Linked DNA regions of Xenopus tropicalis: region 2 is linked to region 1. The links are chromatin contacts, called in public Hi-C maps. All regions are on one chromosome and are shown on one strand. Each heading gives the region's core, a stretch centred on a gene start, on an enhancer-like site or on the middle of the called end of the contact. The rest is flanking DNA. Distances are from core to core; before and after follow the strand shown.

Region 1 (4,214 bases), core at 856-3,355:
TATTTGTGTCATGTCTAGCACAACACATTTGCTTTCTGTCCCCCACTGTAAAACCAGTCCCTGCCTGGCATAAGCTTGTTTTGCAATTTGTAAAGTGCCCTCTTTTGCCACTGGGAGAGTGAAAGCAGCTACTTGTAGTGTCACCTATCAGTCTCACACTGTCACATCTGTTGCAAAAGGCCCGTGTTTTGACACAGGGAGACTGGAAGCAGCTCACGGGTAACCAGCATCTCCTGAAAAAATAAAACATGTAATAAGATGCTGCAAAATGTTTGCAGCATCTTATTACATGTTTTTTTTTTCAGGAGATGCTGGCTACAACATGGCCAACTCATGTGCAGCTTGCCGTGCCTGACTGGCATTGTAGGCGTTAGTTGCCACACACAAGTCGACATGCATGGTGTCCAATTATTTCATTAAAGAGATACTGACACCAGAAATGAAACCTTTTTTACATCGGTCATAACATTGTCTTTGCATGCTATTTATAATTTTGCCATAAAGTATTTGTCCAAGCATTTACATTCCCTATCTGATCCCCCATGTTCCTCTATGAGGGGGCGGCCATATTTGTCCAGCAGTAGGCCGTTAGCATTAGAAGCTATAACAGACAGGCTGAGAAGGGACAGTCAGGTTGGCAAAACAGTCAGGTTTTGGAATTTCAAGTAACAATTACTTACAAAAGCAGCCATATCAGCAAAAAATGATCAACACGACCTATAGGCAACTTTTTATGTAGATTCATATTTTAAAAAGTTGTTTTTTCGTGTCAGTATCACTTTAAGGCTTTATGATGCCTTATTAGGGATTTGTGGAACCTATCTTTCTCAGGTTCCTGGGGGGCCACATTTGCTGTTCTGGCCTGAGTTGAGAGCTGCTGCTGAATGTTTGCCGGCTCCTCATCTGAGAACAAGGCCAAGGTCCCTGTCAGTCTTGGAATTTACACTCACAGCTAGCAGGTCGGCACCATTTTGTGGATACTGTTATTAAGGAAAGCTTTGTATCGCCCCAAAATCTTATACATTTAACATCTAGGTGATATCAAGGAAGTACAGAATGGAATATTAAAGTAATTGCAATTAAAAATCTGAGCGGCATAGAGGCAGGGCAGGCAATATATGATTGACAGCTCAGATTTTTAAATCCATTTATAACAGGTATGCAGGGTCGGACTGGGCTGCCGGGACACCGGGAAAAATCCCGGTGGGCCCCAGCCCTAGTGGGCCCCAGCGGCCCACTCCGACCCTAGCCGGCGCTCCCCCCTACTGACTGTTCCTCCCCGACGTGTTCAATTTATACGCACTCGGGGAGGACGTCAGGCGGGGGCCCTGCGGGGGGGTTAGGGGGGCCCCTGGGGGGGGGTTAGGGGACGTGGCTGGGGCACCTGCACCCCCCAGTCCAACCCTGCAGGTATGGATAATTTAATTAAAAAAAAGAATTTGGGTTTCATTTTTAATCATTAAAGGACTTTTATTAAACAGCTTTTTATGTGTGGGTGCCAGGTCTCCTTAAAAGTAACTGTAGATCTTACAATAATCTTGATATTGCACTTGCTCAAGAAGCCACTCTTAACTGCATGAATAGAACCTGCCACAGCAACCTCACCGCCCTCACCCTAAAGAACCACATACACTGCAACAAAGTTCTGTTCCTCAAGTCCAAACACTGCCCACTTGTTCTTTTCTATGCAAATAAAAAAAAAACTCCCCACTTTTCATGATCCAGGCCCTTTGTGCACAATCACTATCCCTGATATTGCTTCATTAATCTAATTGCTAATAGCAATAACGAGTGGGAACTTTAATAGTCAGTTGTTGGGTAAGTTAGCTCTTTGTCCGGTATAGGTTATGAAGCATTTACCTTTCACCCACACATGCTCTAATAAGCCTGTCTAAACCGCTTCCTGTTGCGAGGCAAAGCTGCACTTTACTCCCGCCCATTTCCCCGCACATCCCCGCCTCCTGACCGATCCTGTCCTGTGCAACTCTCCTCCCCAGTGCAGCTGCCGCAGTGACAGCCTTTCATATACTTTGCTAAGGGACAAAGGGGCGTGGCATCTGTCGTCTACCGGCTTGTCCACCATGCTAATCTGATTGGTCGTCAATCGCTGAAGGACCAATAGGCGTAAGAGAGGGGAGGAGCGGCGCGATGACCGTGCGATGAGCGGCCCTTGGAAGAGGTTCCGTTTCATTGTTTGCAGCTCCCGGACCAGGGGAAGTAGGGAGACCAGACGCTACCGGAGCCTCTGCTCTGATCCCGGCTTCCTTCCTGTGAGTGCGAAGGGCAGTTTGCCAAGGTCACCCATACATCGCTGGGCACCTACAGGGAAACACACTCATTATGGGCATGGTGGCTTGTACACATATACACTCCTGGCACTACACACATACAGTGAGAGGGTCGCACAGTAGGATCATAATTCTCTTATTAGCAGCATTACTAGGACATCTCGTTGTTCCACAGGGTTGGGCACAAATGTGCATAGTAGCATTGTTGTAGGACCATCGCATAAGTGCCAACATATGTCACCAGACTGAACCCAAACTCAGCTGCAACTGTATGGACCACTGGCTTTAGGGGAATGATGCTGCATTACATACAATTATGTGCTGGTTATGAGGATTACATATACATTTTTAAAAGTTAATAAAGTTATTTATGAGATAGAATAGACACATGTTAAACAGCTTTGTCACACACACACACATATATATATTATATCAGTAACTCTTGATCAGTTCCTACACACAGAGGGAAGTAGGGATTCTTTTATCCTGCCTGGTTTTGTCATTAGCTAAAACTGCTGGCAAAGATGTACAGAGCATAGAGATCACATAACTGCAGTGTCCAATGAAAATAAGCCAAGGCGGTGCTGTGTTAGTCATTCTAGGCTAGAACACTATGCTCTCGCTTTGCTAGATTCCATCATTCTATGTGGCGTGTAGCAACTGCAGCCGCAGGCAATTTATAGCAAGTACTTTATATGGGTTATTCCCCAAATCAAGGTGTGTTTTTGTTATACTTATTAAGCTTATCCTTTAAAAAAGAACAAGGTTTAATGGGGGTTTGACCTTTTATATGTTGTAGGTGGCATAATTCTAAGACAAATTGCTGTTGGTCCATGGTTTTTATCTATGGTTTTAGAAGTATTTGCATACCTTATTCTGCAGCTAAATTCAGGTATGGAATTTAAACTTGTATCTAGTTGCTAGAGGGTTAATCAGCCCCTATAAAATGAAATATGATTAGCAGAGGGCCTGACAAGGAAAATAAGAATTACAGAAATAAGAATAGTTACACAACTGAAGCTTTATACTGAGTCTTTTTTTTTTTTTTTTTTTTGCTATTGTTGGGAGTCAGTGAATCCTAGTAATCAGACAGCATTTTCAGCTACAGACTAAAAATAGGCAGTTGGGGAAGGTGAATAATTACCATAGGAACCAGTTGCTTAGAATGGTCCTGTAACATACCATAGGTTATATAACGGTGAACTGGCTCTTTAAGTCTTCCAATCCTGTTATGTTGTTGGTAATTGATGGTGCAGGTACCCACTATTTAAAGGGGTTGTTTACCTTTAAATTAACTTTTAGTATGACATAAACATTGATATTCTGAAGCAATTTGCAGGTGGTTTTCATTTTGGATTTTTTTGTGGTTTTGAGTTTTTAGCTTTTTGTTCAGCAGTTCTCCAGTTTGGAATTTTAGCAGCTATCTGGTTGCTAGGGCCTTGTTTACCTTAGCAACCAGGCAATGGTTCGAATACGTGACTGGAATACCGATAGGAGCGGGACTAAATAGAAAGATAAGGAATTAAAAGTAACAATAATAATAAAATGATAACCTCACAAAGCTACAGTTTTTTTTTTTTTGCTGGAGTAAGTGACCCCATTTGTAAGCTGGAAATATGTAGAACAGAAAGGCAAATAATAATAATAACAAAAATAATCACAATGAAGACCAATGGCAATGTAGCTAAAAATAAGACATTTTATAACATACTAAAATAACATAAAGGTGAAAAACTTCTTTAAGCATGATAGACCAAGAGGGAGAGACAAGGGGCTGAAGCATGAAAAGCTTTGAAGCAAAAGCCTCGTCATCCATTGAGTGCCAAAATTAGTTTTGCAGTAATATTCATTGCTCATTGTAGTCTTTATTTCTGCAGCTGAGAGCCATAAGGAAAGATATGTATTAGAGGGTTTTATCTTCTTTCT
Region 2 (4,226 bases), core at 182-2,681, 190 kb before region 1:
GTTATCTGCTATCTAACCTGCACCATTTAGCCCTATTTTAAATTGAATAGCTGCCCCCATGGCTACACAGCAGCTTTGTTTATACAGGTACAAACTTTAGTAGTCTTTATGAAGCAAACACACAACTTTTACCAGTGCAGGGCAATAATACATTTGCACACAAAAAGAATGAGAAAGATTGCCAGCACTGAGTTTGCCTTTAAAAATAATTTTTACAAAAATGATTGTTGTAATAAACACTGGAAGAGCAAACATGTTTATGTTTACACCTATGCAAGTCACTGGCCATTTCTCTTGTACCACAACCCCTGCCATATACAGTATCAAGTTTCCCTGCAGCATGGTGTATATGGGACAAACATCCAGAATGGTCAGTAAGTGGATACAGGGACTTAAAAGTGTTACAAAGGTTAACAGAGAGATCAGCAATGTCAAAGTATTCTGCTAAAAAGGGGCCTGGTGTCCAGCAACTTAAATTTAGGAAAGTTGAAAAAGGTTGTAATGTGTATATATTGTATTCAGATTGCGATTTCTACTGGTGGCCACTAGATGGCACTGGATACATGTAGTTGGGGGAACGATTTGCTTTGAATGTGTAGCTTGACAAAGAGCCCCACAGGCTGGAAACGCTGATATTCTGTGTCCCAAACTCCTATATAAACGCATTATGATCTAGTTCCGGGAGTGCAGTCAAGTGGACTTTTGCTTATGGCACCTGTGTGCTTACCTAGTGACAGCCGCCTGCGAACACCCCCATCCTTTATGCGCCAGATGGGCGAGCAGCTTCGTGACCGAGGAAAAATATATCTACAATTTCTATTCTTGTTATCTAATCACGTGAGTGTTGGACGCGACCAAATCCTAGGGGGGGGGGGGTCGTGATGGGTAATGCTCCAGTACTCACCGGTCAGGCTCTTCAGAACCGTCCCATGAGCCCACAGGCTGAGGACTTGCTGTACTGACAGGTTGATCATGGAATGGTCCCCCCCCTGTGCTTTCATTCTCTTGCTCCGCCGCAAGGCTGCTGGAGGAGGAGGCAGGGCTATTGGTCCCGGGGCTCCCAGGCAGCTGTTCCTCCTCCTCCAGCAGCAGCACAAGGAGTTCCAACAGCAGGAGGCCAAAAAGGGACGGCCTGGGGATGAGTGGTGGGCGCAGCTGGACCGGGGAGGAGAAGCAGCCTCGCAGGGGAGACATTGAGGAAAGAATCTGCTGCTGCAGGGCTTTCCCCAGCCTTCCCAAGTCCTGCAGACACCCAGCGATCCGCTATACCTCTGCCAGCAATGGCCGGCTCCAGCCCTGTGAATGTGTGCAGTGCCCGGTGCTGAGCAGCCAACCTGCTGCCACCAACACCATCATCATCTGTCCCCTCCTTCCTGGGATCATCAGCATCACCCGAGCCACCATCATCATCTTGGAGGAGGAGACTGGCACAGCCGCTGGGGGAAGCTGGAGAGAGAGACAGTGCCCAGCAGGGGCAGGGAGGGCAGGGATCGGCTGGTGCCTTGCACTTTACAAAACTTCCCTCTGTCTTTTTCACTTTCTGTCCCACCAACAGGGCCTGGCCCTTACCTGGCCATTTAGTTTCGTGCCATAGCTAGTAAGCAGCTTCTTTCTGTTGTGTGCATATGGTGCAGCTTTATAGCGCTGTGTGTACAGTAGCTCACTGTCCCAGGCCAGGGTTGCTGCCTTGTTGGTACAAATGATGCTTCATTCCAAGGTAATTAATAAAACATATTTAATAAAGGTAAAACAATGACACAGCTTCTTTTTCCCAAGGTAGTTGCAGCTAATCAGATGTTTACTCTCAACTATTGAACTTGGATATCCTAATTGACAATGCATTGCCAGGCTGCTTAGAGCCAGACCAAACCTTCTGAATATGGCACATGATTAGTGCCTGGTGTATACATAGACTTATGTAATGAGATGAGATAAATGGAACTGCTGGCTGTAGCAAAACCTGCAGAATACAATCAGGGCCACCATCAGAAATCACTGGGCCCCTCACAATAAAGTTTTCTGCCCCCCCCCTTCTCCCACACCCCCAATGGCCCCTCCCATCAATACAAAGGACATAAAACTTTGGTAGCCAGGGCCCCCTAAAACATTGGTGTCCAGTTACATTTTTCATTGGTGCCAGGGCAGGTACCCCCTAAAACATTGTTAGCCAGCCCAGGGCTCCCCTAAACAGCCAGTGCTCCCCTAAACAGCTTCCCCCCAAAGCATTCTCCAGCTTCCCCCAGGCCCCACCCAAAGCATCCTCCAGCTTCCCCCAGGGCCCCCCCACAAAGCATCCTCCAGCTTCCCCAAGGGCCCCCCCACAAAGCATTCTCCAGCTTCCCCAAGGGCCCACCACAAAGCATTCTCCAGCTCCCCAAGGGCCCCCCCACAAAGCATTCTCCAGCTTCCCCAAAGGCCCCCCCACAAAGCATTCTCCAGCTTCCCCCAGGGCCCCCCCACAAAGCATTCTCCAGCTTCCCCCAGGGCCCCCCCACAAAGCATTCTCCAGCTTCCCCAAGGGCCCACCACAAAGCATTCTCCAGCTCCCCAAGGGCCCCCCCACAAAGCATTCTCCAGCTTCCCCAAAGGCCCCCCCACAAAGCATTCTCCAGCTTCCCCCAGGGCCCCCCCACAAAGCATTCTCCAGCTTCCCCCAGGGCCCCCCCACAAAGCATTCTCCAGCTTCCCCAAGGGCCCCCCCACAAAGCATTCTCCAGCTTCCCCCAGGGCCCCCCCACAAAGCATTCTCCAGCTTCCCCAAGGCCACCACCCCAAAGCATTCTCCAGCTTCCCCCAGGGCCCCACCCCAAAGCATTCTCCAGCTTCCCCCAGGCCCCCACCCCAAAGCATTCTCCAGCTTCCCCCAGGCCCCCACCCCAAAGCATTCTCCAGCTTCCCCCAGGGCCCCACCCCAAAGCATTCTCCAGCTTCCCCCAGGCCCCCACCCCAAAGCATTCTCCAGCTTCCCCCAGGGCCTGCCTGCTGCCGTGGTGTCCTCCGGTATGTGCCGCAGCTCCTAGCTACGTCAGCACGCACGGGCGCAACCTTATAAAAGCGGAGAAGTAGCGGCACATAGCGGAGGACGCCGCCAGAGCCGGAGGAAGCAGGGCCCGGACTTGATTAAAGGGGGCCCGAGCTAAGAAAACTTTAGCGCGGCCGGGCCCCCTTTAAAACAAAAAACGTCCGGGCCCGGGACGATTGTCCCCCCTGTGCCCCCCTGATGGCGGCCCTGAATACAATATATGCAACTCCCAATCTCAGGTGGGGCCTTCATGTAATGCTGGTGACTAGTGATGTGAGGGGTCAGTAAGAACTCCATCTGCACCCAGCCCTATCCCGGAAAACCTTAACCCGCACCCCACCCAAACCTGTATATCGCTGCCCTTGGGGATTCGACCGAACCCCAAATCCTTCATGAAAGATTTGGCTGAATACCAGACCGAATCTTAATTCTAATTTGCACATGCAAAATCTGCATAATTTGAATTGCAAATGAAACTACTGAAGGGTTTAAAAGAACTGGATGCGCAGCTTGTGGCGAAAAATGTTCAACTTTTGTGTTCATGTGGCAAAATTTTACGTGATTTTAAGGATTTGGTTCAGCCAGGACCATGGATTCAGCCAAATTTGAATCCTGCTGAAAACGGGCAAATCCGAATCCTGGGTTTGGTGCATCCCTAGTTTGGGCCCAGAACTGTTTCGAGCCAGACTGGAAAAACCTTTAGTCTGTGTAGGGCAAGCCTGTCCTTATATCAATGGCCCAAGGTGATTGAATTATTTTTAAACACGGGTTACTTATTCACTGACTGAATAAGAAACCAACTTAAAGGCACAATTAAGGAACTGTCTGAAAAATAAACCAACTTCAATGCCATTTCCCCTCCTAACTGCCATTTAGGACCCAATTTAGGGCAAGGGCACACAAAGCATATATCTGCTTCTCTCAGCCCTGCCTTTTCTGCCTGGCTGCGAGAAGCTGATTGGCTTCCGTATGCCGCTCTGTGTGTGTGTACTAAAACCTATGGCAACAGCCAGAGGGTGTGCACACAGGGCAGAGGGGATCGGTGGTCGGAACATTTTCCAGTCAAACCTTCTGCTCTGTGTGCGCTCACTCTGGCTGTTGCTATAAGTTTTAGTGCAGGCACACAGAGGAGCATACTGAAGCGGATCCGCTTCTCTCAGTCAGTTTAGTTTGACCTCGCACATAGCTCTTTGTAGACTTTAGG

The links. Hi-C and Micro-C count contacts between places; a contact is called where the count stands out from the background.
Region 2: a contact with region 1 is called in a Hi-C map of neurula embryo, with 4 times the contacts expected there. The contact joins the promoter of tmem170b here to the promoter of smim13 in region 1. A contact is called at or near these places in 4 of 5 Hi-C or Micro-C datasets (brain, gastrula embryo, neurula embryo and 1 more).

What each region holds. Positions count from the first base shown.
Region 1 is chr6:90,752,271-90,756,484 of UCB_Xtro_10.0, reverse strand. It overlaps smim13 (small integral membrane protein 13), which reads left to right and starts at 2,105. Exons shown (of 3, transcript XM_002932667.5): 1 at 2,105-2,270.
Region 2 is chr6:90,938,157-90,942,382 of UCB_Xtro_10.0, reverse strand. It overlaps tmem170b (transmembrane protein 170B), which reads right to left and starts at 1,431. Exons shown (of 3, transcript XM_018095029.2): 1 at 905-1,431. The coding sequence starts at 1,001.